Linked DNA regions of Mus musculus: region 2 is linked to region 1. Evidence: chromatin contacts called from public HiChIP or PLAC-seq data. All regions are on one chromosome and are shown on one strand. Each heading gives the region's core, a stretch centred on a gene start, on an enhancer-like site or on the middle of the called end of the contact. The rest is flanking DNA. Distances are from core to core; before and after follow the strand shown. Region 1 has its middle 17 kb from the start of Sytl2. Region 2 overlaps Sytl2 (synaptotagmin-like 2).

The links. HiChIP or PLAC-seq counts read pairs in DNA pulled down with a chosen protein or histone mark.
Region 2: a contact with region 1 is called in an HNF4G HiChIP or PLAC-seq map of pancreatic cancer cells. The contact joins two enhancer-like sites. A contact is called at or near these places in 1 of 15 datasets of contacts at CTCF or cohesin (CD8 T cells), 9 of 484 Hi-C or Micro-C datasets (the AML12 cell line, bone marrow-derived macrophages, embryonic stem cells and 5 more), 5 of 115 datasets of contacts at active chromatin or transcription factors (CD8 T cells, double positive thymocytes, fibro-adipogenic progenitors and 2 more) and 3 of 9 other capture datasets (adipose tissue, liver and pancreatic islet).

What each region holds. Positions count from the first base shown.
Region 1 is chr7:90,283,099-90,287,032 of GRCm38.p6, reverse strand. No RefSeq gene overlaps it. Among named protein-coding and RNA genes, the nearest start is that of Sytl2, 17 kb to the left of the region's middle. Within about 2 kb of position 1,707, at least 36 of the 459 cell types and tissues checked have an H3K27ac peak or open chromatin away from gene starts, as enhancers often do. A contact at or near this core is called in muscle stem cells and pancreatic cancer cells, where this site is marked.
Region 2 is chr7:90,368,466-90,371,988 of GRCm38.p6, reverse strand. Sytl2 (synaptotagmin-like 2) reads right to left here. Exons shown (of 20, transcript NM_001368878.1): 5 at 451-532. Among named protein-coding and RNA genes, the nearest start is that of Ccdc89, 56 kb to the left of the region's middle. Within about 2 kb of position 1,283, at least 76 of the 459 cell types and tissues checked have an H3K27ac peak or open chromatin away from gene starts, as enhancers often do. A contact at or near this core is called in muscle stem cells and pancreatic cancer cells, where this site is marked.

The DNA.
Region 1 (3,934 bases), core at 458-2,957:
TGACTCATCTTGGTAAACAGGCTTTTAATTAAGAAGAAAATTTACATCCTCATCCCTCGAAGAGAAGGGAGAAACCACAGACCATTTAACTATCTACATTCCCCATCTCTGCTTATCACTGGCACCACGTACAAAGGAAATCTACCTGGAAGGATCATTTCTCACACAATAATCCCTTTCAGTTAAATGGGACTTAGCAATTTATAAAGTATGTTCACCTTTGACCTTCCATTTCGTCCTCTCAACAGCTCCTGAAACTGAGTATGACAAGAACTAAAGTTGGGGCTGGGGAGATGGCTCAGTGGTTCAGAGCGCGGGATGCTCTTCCAGAGAACCTGGGTTCCATTTCCAGTGCCCAGATGGTCTGTAACTCAAGTTCCAGAAGATCCAATATCCAAAGCCTTCTTCTTCTGACCCCCATGGGCACCAGGCACATACCTGCTATACAGGCAAACACTCTTAAAATCAAAATAAATCTTAAAAATTAAAAAAACAACTCACTTTAAAATTTTTTAGGGTTGACATTAGTTCCTGGATGCAGAGGTTGTGGACACAGTTGAGATCTGTGGCCCTCAGGTCAGCCTCAGGGTTATAATCATTGGGTAGGCCACGGGTAAGTCTGTCTAATGTCTCAGATCGTATCACAGAGGGATCCTGGTCCTCTGCAACGGTATTTCTCAAACAAAACAGCTTAAGACTATGATAACCCACAGTGGGATGTGGGAAGCCACAGTAGGCAAAGTACAAAGGCAGGGTGCTCAGCTGCTATCTCTAAGGACCCAGTGTTTTCATGTGCTGGATGTGCGTTTGTTAATGTACTGAGTGTGTGTCATTTTTGACATACTGAGGGTCCAGCATATTTTTAACGTATTCCACTGCTTTTATTTTCAGTTTTTAGTTTTAAATGTCACTGTATTATTAGTCCAAGCTTCTCACTGCCCAACTAGGACAGGAACCTGAAAGTACCCTCCATACCCAGTTTGTTCCTGCCCCCAAATTAGCATAAAAATTATGTTTTTGCACAATGGGCACAAAAGTGTGTTTTGACATGGTATGTTATTTATATTCATGGTGCTTGACCTTGAATGTATATTAGGATTATCTGGAGAGCTTGCCAAGGACTTTTACGTCCTACCTTCAGAGTGGTAGGAAGGTACGTCCTACCTTCAGAGACTAGGTGGGAGACCAAGAATTTACTTTCCTAATTAGTTTCCGGTGATGTTGACTGTGATAGTTGAAGACTATACTCTGAACACTAGTTGTCTGCGGGATATCAAACAATTAATTAAACTAAATTGACCAGGGAATTGTGTATCTCACTAATTTATTTCACTTGGCGTTAATAATAAAGGGACATATGCCCTTCAGAATCTGCAACGCATACCATACCACTACATCATCAGTACATAGCTGTGATAGCCCATCACATCAAAGATCCTTCACTCTCTATTGAGAGTGATACTCTGGACACATCACCTCGTCCAGTCGGCAGTGCGGGGTCAGTCCTTGTGTACACATCTCACTGTGTACACGCCTCTCCTCTAGGAAGACACAAGTTTCTCAGAAGTGTCTTTCAAACTATGAAGACAAGAATCCAAGGATCCCCTAACTACCCTATCCCTCAACGGGACAACCCTGAAGTTTGTCTAAACGACCGCTCAGGATATCAGAAATCAGGTGGAATTCTTGTTGCTCACAACAGGACCCACCCACCAGCACACCTTTTCCTGTTTCACTTTCTGACCGGCTTCTTGGGATCACTTCCGGTCTAAGCTACCTTTATACGATGTCTTAGATCAACTTTTTAGGAGAAATAAAGCTAAGATGGTCTGCCTCAGAGCTCTTCCCCAAACTCAAGTATGTGTGGCTATTGCTTAGCTTTCAGTTCTGTGTCTCTGGGTCTCATTCACGGGTCTCAGCTTGGACCCAAGACAGGTACTGATGGTGAGCGTTTGTAAATCAGTAAGTCAGTTAGCAACAGCAGAGCTACTGGCTGGTGAGCCGTGCTGGAATATATGATTCAGTCACAGTGTGCTTAAGCAGTCACTCCAGAAAGAGGCCTAAGTTCACCAAGATGAGACATATAAGGGACGTCAGCTAAAAAGCAAACAAAAGATAGAAAGCATCTGTCAGTTTTGGAATAGATAAGCTCGGCAAATATTTGAATTTGAGGAGTGGAGTTTTCAGCAGTGACGGCCATTTGTCACACATTTGTCACGCCAGTGTGCAAAACTCCAAGAGGGAAGGAAAAAAACTAAGAAATAAGTCCTCAAAATTCCGAGGGGGAAGGAAAAGAGCTAAGAAATAAGTCCTCAAACAGAAGCCAATTAAGGGAAAATCGATACTTTCGGTATTTTTGTTTTAAAAACGGAGTCAAATCTTATCCAAAATACAAAAACAATTCATGTATCACTCTGGAGAGTTTTTGGTGGCTTAGTTTTTTTTTTTTTTCAAAAACATCATAAAACAAACAAAAACGGGAGAAAAAAAAGGTGGCAGGTGACAGCCAGGCACAAACTGCTAGGATCTCTAGGGAGCAAACAACAGCTGGACAACTGCCATCTCAGAAATGGGTATTAGCAGAAAAACAGTGGTCTCAGTTACAAAGAGAGAAAGGGAATTTTGGAAAGCAGGCTAGTCGAGGACTCAGCTCAGAAGCAGAGGTCCTGGTCTGCCTGGTTTACTGAGAGAACCCAGAGCAGATATCACTGGACCACTCTGAGATCTGGCCCACAGAATGCCTCTGAGTAGGCAAGAAACTTTGGATCAGAACGCACAGTGTTCTGTGACATAGAAATCTGGTCTGAGCCACTCTCTGGAGTAGACATCACAGAGACAGGCCTGGTACCTGGCCACCTATGCAAGGGCAGGCATAGATGCAAGCCTATAACTCATGTTGATGAAAGGAACTACGAAGGTTGAGTAGGCACTATAGCCATCCCACGAGGGATGATACTCAAGGGGGACCAACACCTGTGCCCCAACTCTACAAGGGACTACACAGAGGCAGGACAACCTTGCTCCTGCAAGAGTGCATAGCAACAAATGACCTGTTCAGGGAAGGGGCCACACACAGACTCTACACTCCAACCCCCGACCCTTTCCCTGCCCTGTCCCAAAGCCTTTACTTAACATAGAATTTCAACTTGGTCCTATTCTCCCCTGCCCTGAAACCCTACCTTTTCTGGCTTTCTCAAAGAACTTCAGTTGCCTGGAGTGGAGAGCAGAGGTTCTCCCTACCTCAGCCTGGGACTCTCATATATATTCTGTATTAGCATGTATAATTAGGTTATGGGACTATGAGATACGTGAATTGTAATGAGGATAATGATGTATTAGGAAAAAATGGTAATCAACTGTTAACATGGGTTCTGACACATGTAATGTCTTCTTCCAACATTTTATCCCAGGCCCTTTACTGGTAAGTTTTTAGGGTGGTCCTAGGAGGAATTAAAGGAAATACTGAGGGGGGAGGAGATATTACCAAAATATATTGAAGGCATATATGTTCTCAGAGAATGAATAAAAATACTGTATTTTTAAAAGACAAAAAACAAATAAGTCTCTAGCACACCAAGATTCTTAGGGTACACATGCACCATGACCTTGATAAATATCCTCTAAATACTTGCAATTTTTAAAGGGAAAGGGGAACATGTATAGGAGCTGGAGAGAGAGACAGAGACAGAGAGAGACAGAGACAGAGAGAGACACAGAGAGAGACAGAGACAGAGAGAGACACAGAGAGAGACACAGAGAGAGACAGAGAGAGAGAGACAGAGAGAGACAGAGAGAGAGAGACAGAGAGAGACAGAGAGAGAGACAGAGAGAGAGAGACAGAGAGAGAGACAGAGAGAGACAGAGAGAGACAGAGAGAGACAGAGAGAGAGACAGAGAGAGAGAGAGAGAGAGACAGAGAGAGAGACAGAGAGAA
Region 2 (3,523 bases), core at 34-2,533, 85 kb before region 1:
GGATTAAATGATGGGTCACCACCTGGCTCTTCTAAAAACAATTTTAAGGTTTAATTATGTGTATGTGATGGGGGTGGGTACTGAGCATGCAGGGGCTCACAGAAGCCAGAAGCATTGGGTCTCTGGAGCTGGAGTTACAGGCAGTTAAGAATCTCATGTCCTCTGCATGAACAGTGAACTCTCTTCAGCACTAAGGCAACCCATCTCTTCTGCCCTTAAATTGTTTAACTATTGGGGACAGAAAGAAAGCTGGACCTTTAGCAACACAAACATAATAATTATCAACTTTATCCACCCCCGGAGTAACTTCTTAAACTAAATACCCAAATTATGTACATCTGATGCACACAATGAATTATAGGAGTCTCTGTATTTTGTTTTGCTTTAACATGATGGGAAATTTGGCACTCTTGCCGATAATGAGATTTTAACCATCTGGGCTCCATCTACCTTGGGCAGAGACACAGCTGGAGTCCTCGTACTTTCCTGGGACATATCAATCACACTGGAAGCTGGATCCACCAAACTGGAACTGCAAAAGAAACCATCACTCAGAAAATAAAATCTCACCCTGTCCGAGGCATCGATCATGGCTCCACGGCCAAGAGCTTCTAAGACAGGAGAAGTGGGGAAGGTTACAAGATCAAACTGCAAGAAGGGAGAAGAAACTGGGCTCCAGCCATGATTAGGGACCAAAACAAAGGCAATGGTGAGACAAAGATGTAAGGGCAGCATGAGAGAAGACAAAAACACCTATTAGGGTCCCTGAAGACGTCCAGGGTACAGGCACACAAGAGGTTCACTCACAACTTCAACTTGCAGAAATGAACTCGTTTCAAACTTAGATCTAAGATAAGATACACGTGAGAAAGTGAGCAATGGGCTTTATGGCTGAAATAAAGTCACAAAATCTTAATCCCATGGCAGTGTTCCTCCTAATACATATAAAATATAACTGAAGCAGAGACTGGATAAGGCAAGTGACCTGCCAAGGAGATAGAATGACCAAGTCAGATAACTATACACAAAAGCTAGTGGGTTACAGCAATCTCTTATGACCATCGTTCCAACAAGCTAATAGATGAGTTCTTACCCCGGTACAAAAGAAAAGTACCAGAAGGCCATTGAGAAAGTGGGGGATGGGTAGATGGCAGCTATTTGAAAGAAGTCCACAGGATTTTCTAAACCATGATGCCCTTGCCAAAGGCTGCACAGCCCCCGGGGTGAAAGTAAACAAAGAGTGCCAAGAGCATGATGAGTTGAGCAGGCCACTCCCTTGACTATGAGTAAGAAGAAAAGTGGGTCACAGAATCCCAGGACAGGAGGGAAATCTGCTTGCTGAGAAGGCTTGCTCCAGGGAGCTTTGCCATAGACATAAAAAAAAAAAAAATGAAGTCACTGTTGGCTGGAACTGCTGCTCCCTCTCAATCTCTACCGGTTCTTAGTGACATCAGAATCAGGAGCTTGGAAAAATCCTCTGAAGGGGATGGCTTTTCCCCTCATGGCAGAGGAACAGAAACCCAGGCAAGGAAACAATTCACCCTAGGGTCATGGAACCTTGCCAAAGATTGCTGCCACTAAACCCCAAGGCTAGCAATTTGTGGTTTCATTTCTGTATTTGAACTGCTATTTTTTTTCTCATTAAGCTCTTAAGAAAATCATCCTTCCTTCCATCACCTTCCTTATTGATCCAAAAAGAAAGTACATCGGAGGAGGTGTCATTTACAGCCCCGTCACACAAAGCCAAAGAAAGGGGAAGGCAGGACATATGAAACGGAAAATACAGGAAGAACTTGTAATGGAACCAAAATCTGGACATAGTTGATAGGAAATCTATTCCTGTACTAGGTGGACGCAAAGTCAAATTAAGTTGTCAAAAAGAAGCATGGCCACTGATAGAATTTGGTGTCCACATGAAAGGCCAACACCTCAGAACTGAGAGGCCATTTCTCTCCAGTGTCACTTTAAGTGGTCAGTAGGGGAACCTAGCCAATTACCCAGTGCTAGGTAGACCATGGGCCTTGAGGAGAACCTACAATTGCCACCCTATTAAACTAGCACAATTCCTAACTACATTTTAACTATTTGTCCTTATACCCACATATAACTTTATCCTTCATCCATCACCAAGGAAAGTTCTTTGCAACAGATAGTGACCATTACAGAAAAACATAACAGGTCAAAATGCAGAACTGTGCAGCCCAACCCCAACTGATAGACAGATAACACAACTTCTGTACCTTATACACAGGGATCATTGTGGAAGAGGGGACAGAAAGACTATAAGAGAGGGAGTTTGTTGTAAGATTGTGTCTCCTAGAAATGTCAGAGGCTACACCCATCGAAGTCTTACCAGAGTGGCTGCTGAAGTGTGAGCTGAACAAGAACAGCTCCAATAGCCATGCTAACACGAATGGGGAAAGCCCATCCATACAAAGCCTACCATACACAGGAATGCTGAGAGCAAGAGAGATAGTCTTCCTCGGGAAGAGTACACCAATTAATTATCCAATAATGGCCAACTCTAAAACCATATACATACAAGTAACATTAAGCATTCCGAACAGGTTGTGTTTATTCACACAGGTAACAACAATTGAAAAAGAGGCCGTGGATGTGAAAGAAAGCAAAGGGGAGTATATTGGAGGGTTCTGAGGGAAGAAAGGGGAAATAAATGTAATAAATTCCCCACAAAATGGGCCAGTGTGAAATCTGATGAACAGTATACACCAGATGCCTGACACAGTGTAAATGATCTCCTTTATTAAGTAAAGCAGCTGGAAAATCGGAGGGTCTGACCCAGACACGGAGACTGGCTGTCACCAAGGGGCAGACATGTCCTAGACATGTCCTTATTATATCTTACTCCTTCCCACTTTCTTATTTACTTATTTATTTTAATTAGGTATTTTCTTCATTTATATTTCAACTGCTATCCCAAAAGTCCCCCATGCCCCCCCACTCCCCTCCTCACCCACTCCCACTTCTTGGCCCTGGCATTCCCCTGTACTGAGGCATATACAGTTTGCAAGACCAAGGGGCCTCTCTTCCCAATGATGGCCTACTAGGCCATCTTCTGATACATATGCAGCTAGAGTCACGAGCTCTGGTGGTACTGGTTAGTTCATATTGTTGTTCCACCTATAGGGTTGCAGACCCCTTTAGCTCCTTGGGTACTTTCTCTAGCTCCTCCATTGGGGGACCTGTGTTCCATCCAATAGCTGACTGTGAGCATCCACTTCTACGTTTGCCAGGCCCCGGCATAGCCTCACAAGAGACAGCTATATCAGGGTCCTTTCAGCAAAATCTTGCTGGTGTATGCAATGGTATCAGTGTTTAGAGGCTGATTATGGGATGGATCCCCGGGTATGGCAGTCTCAAGATGGTCCATCCTTTCGTTTCAGCTCCAAACTTTGTCTCTGTAACTCCTTCCATAAGTGTTTTGTTCCCAATTCTAAGAAGGAGCAAAGTGTCCCATTTTCTAACCTCAAAGGATAAGTTATCTCTGCATTCAGGCTCCAGA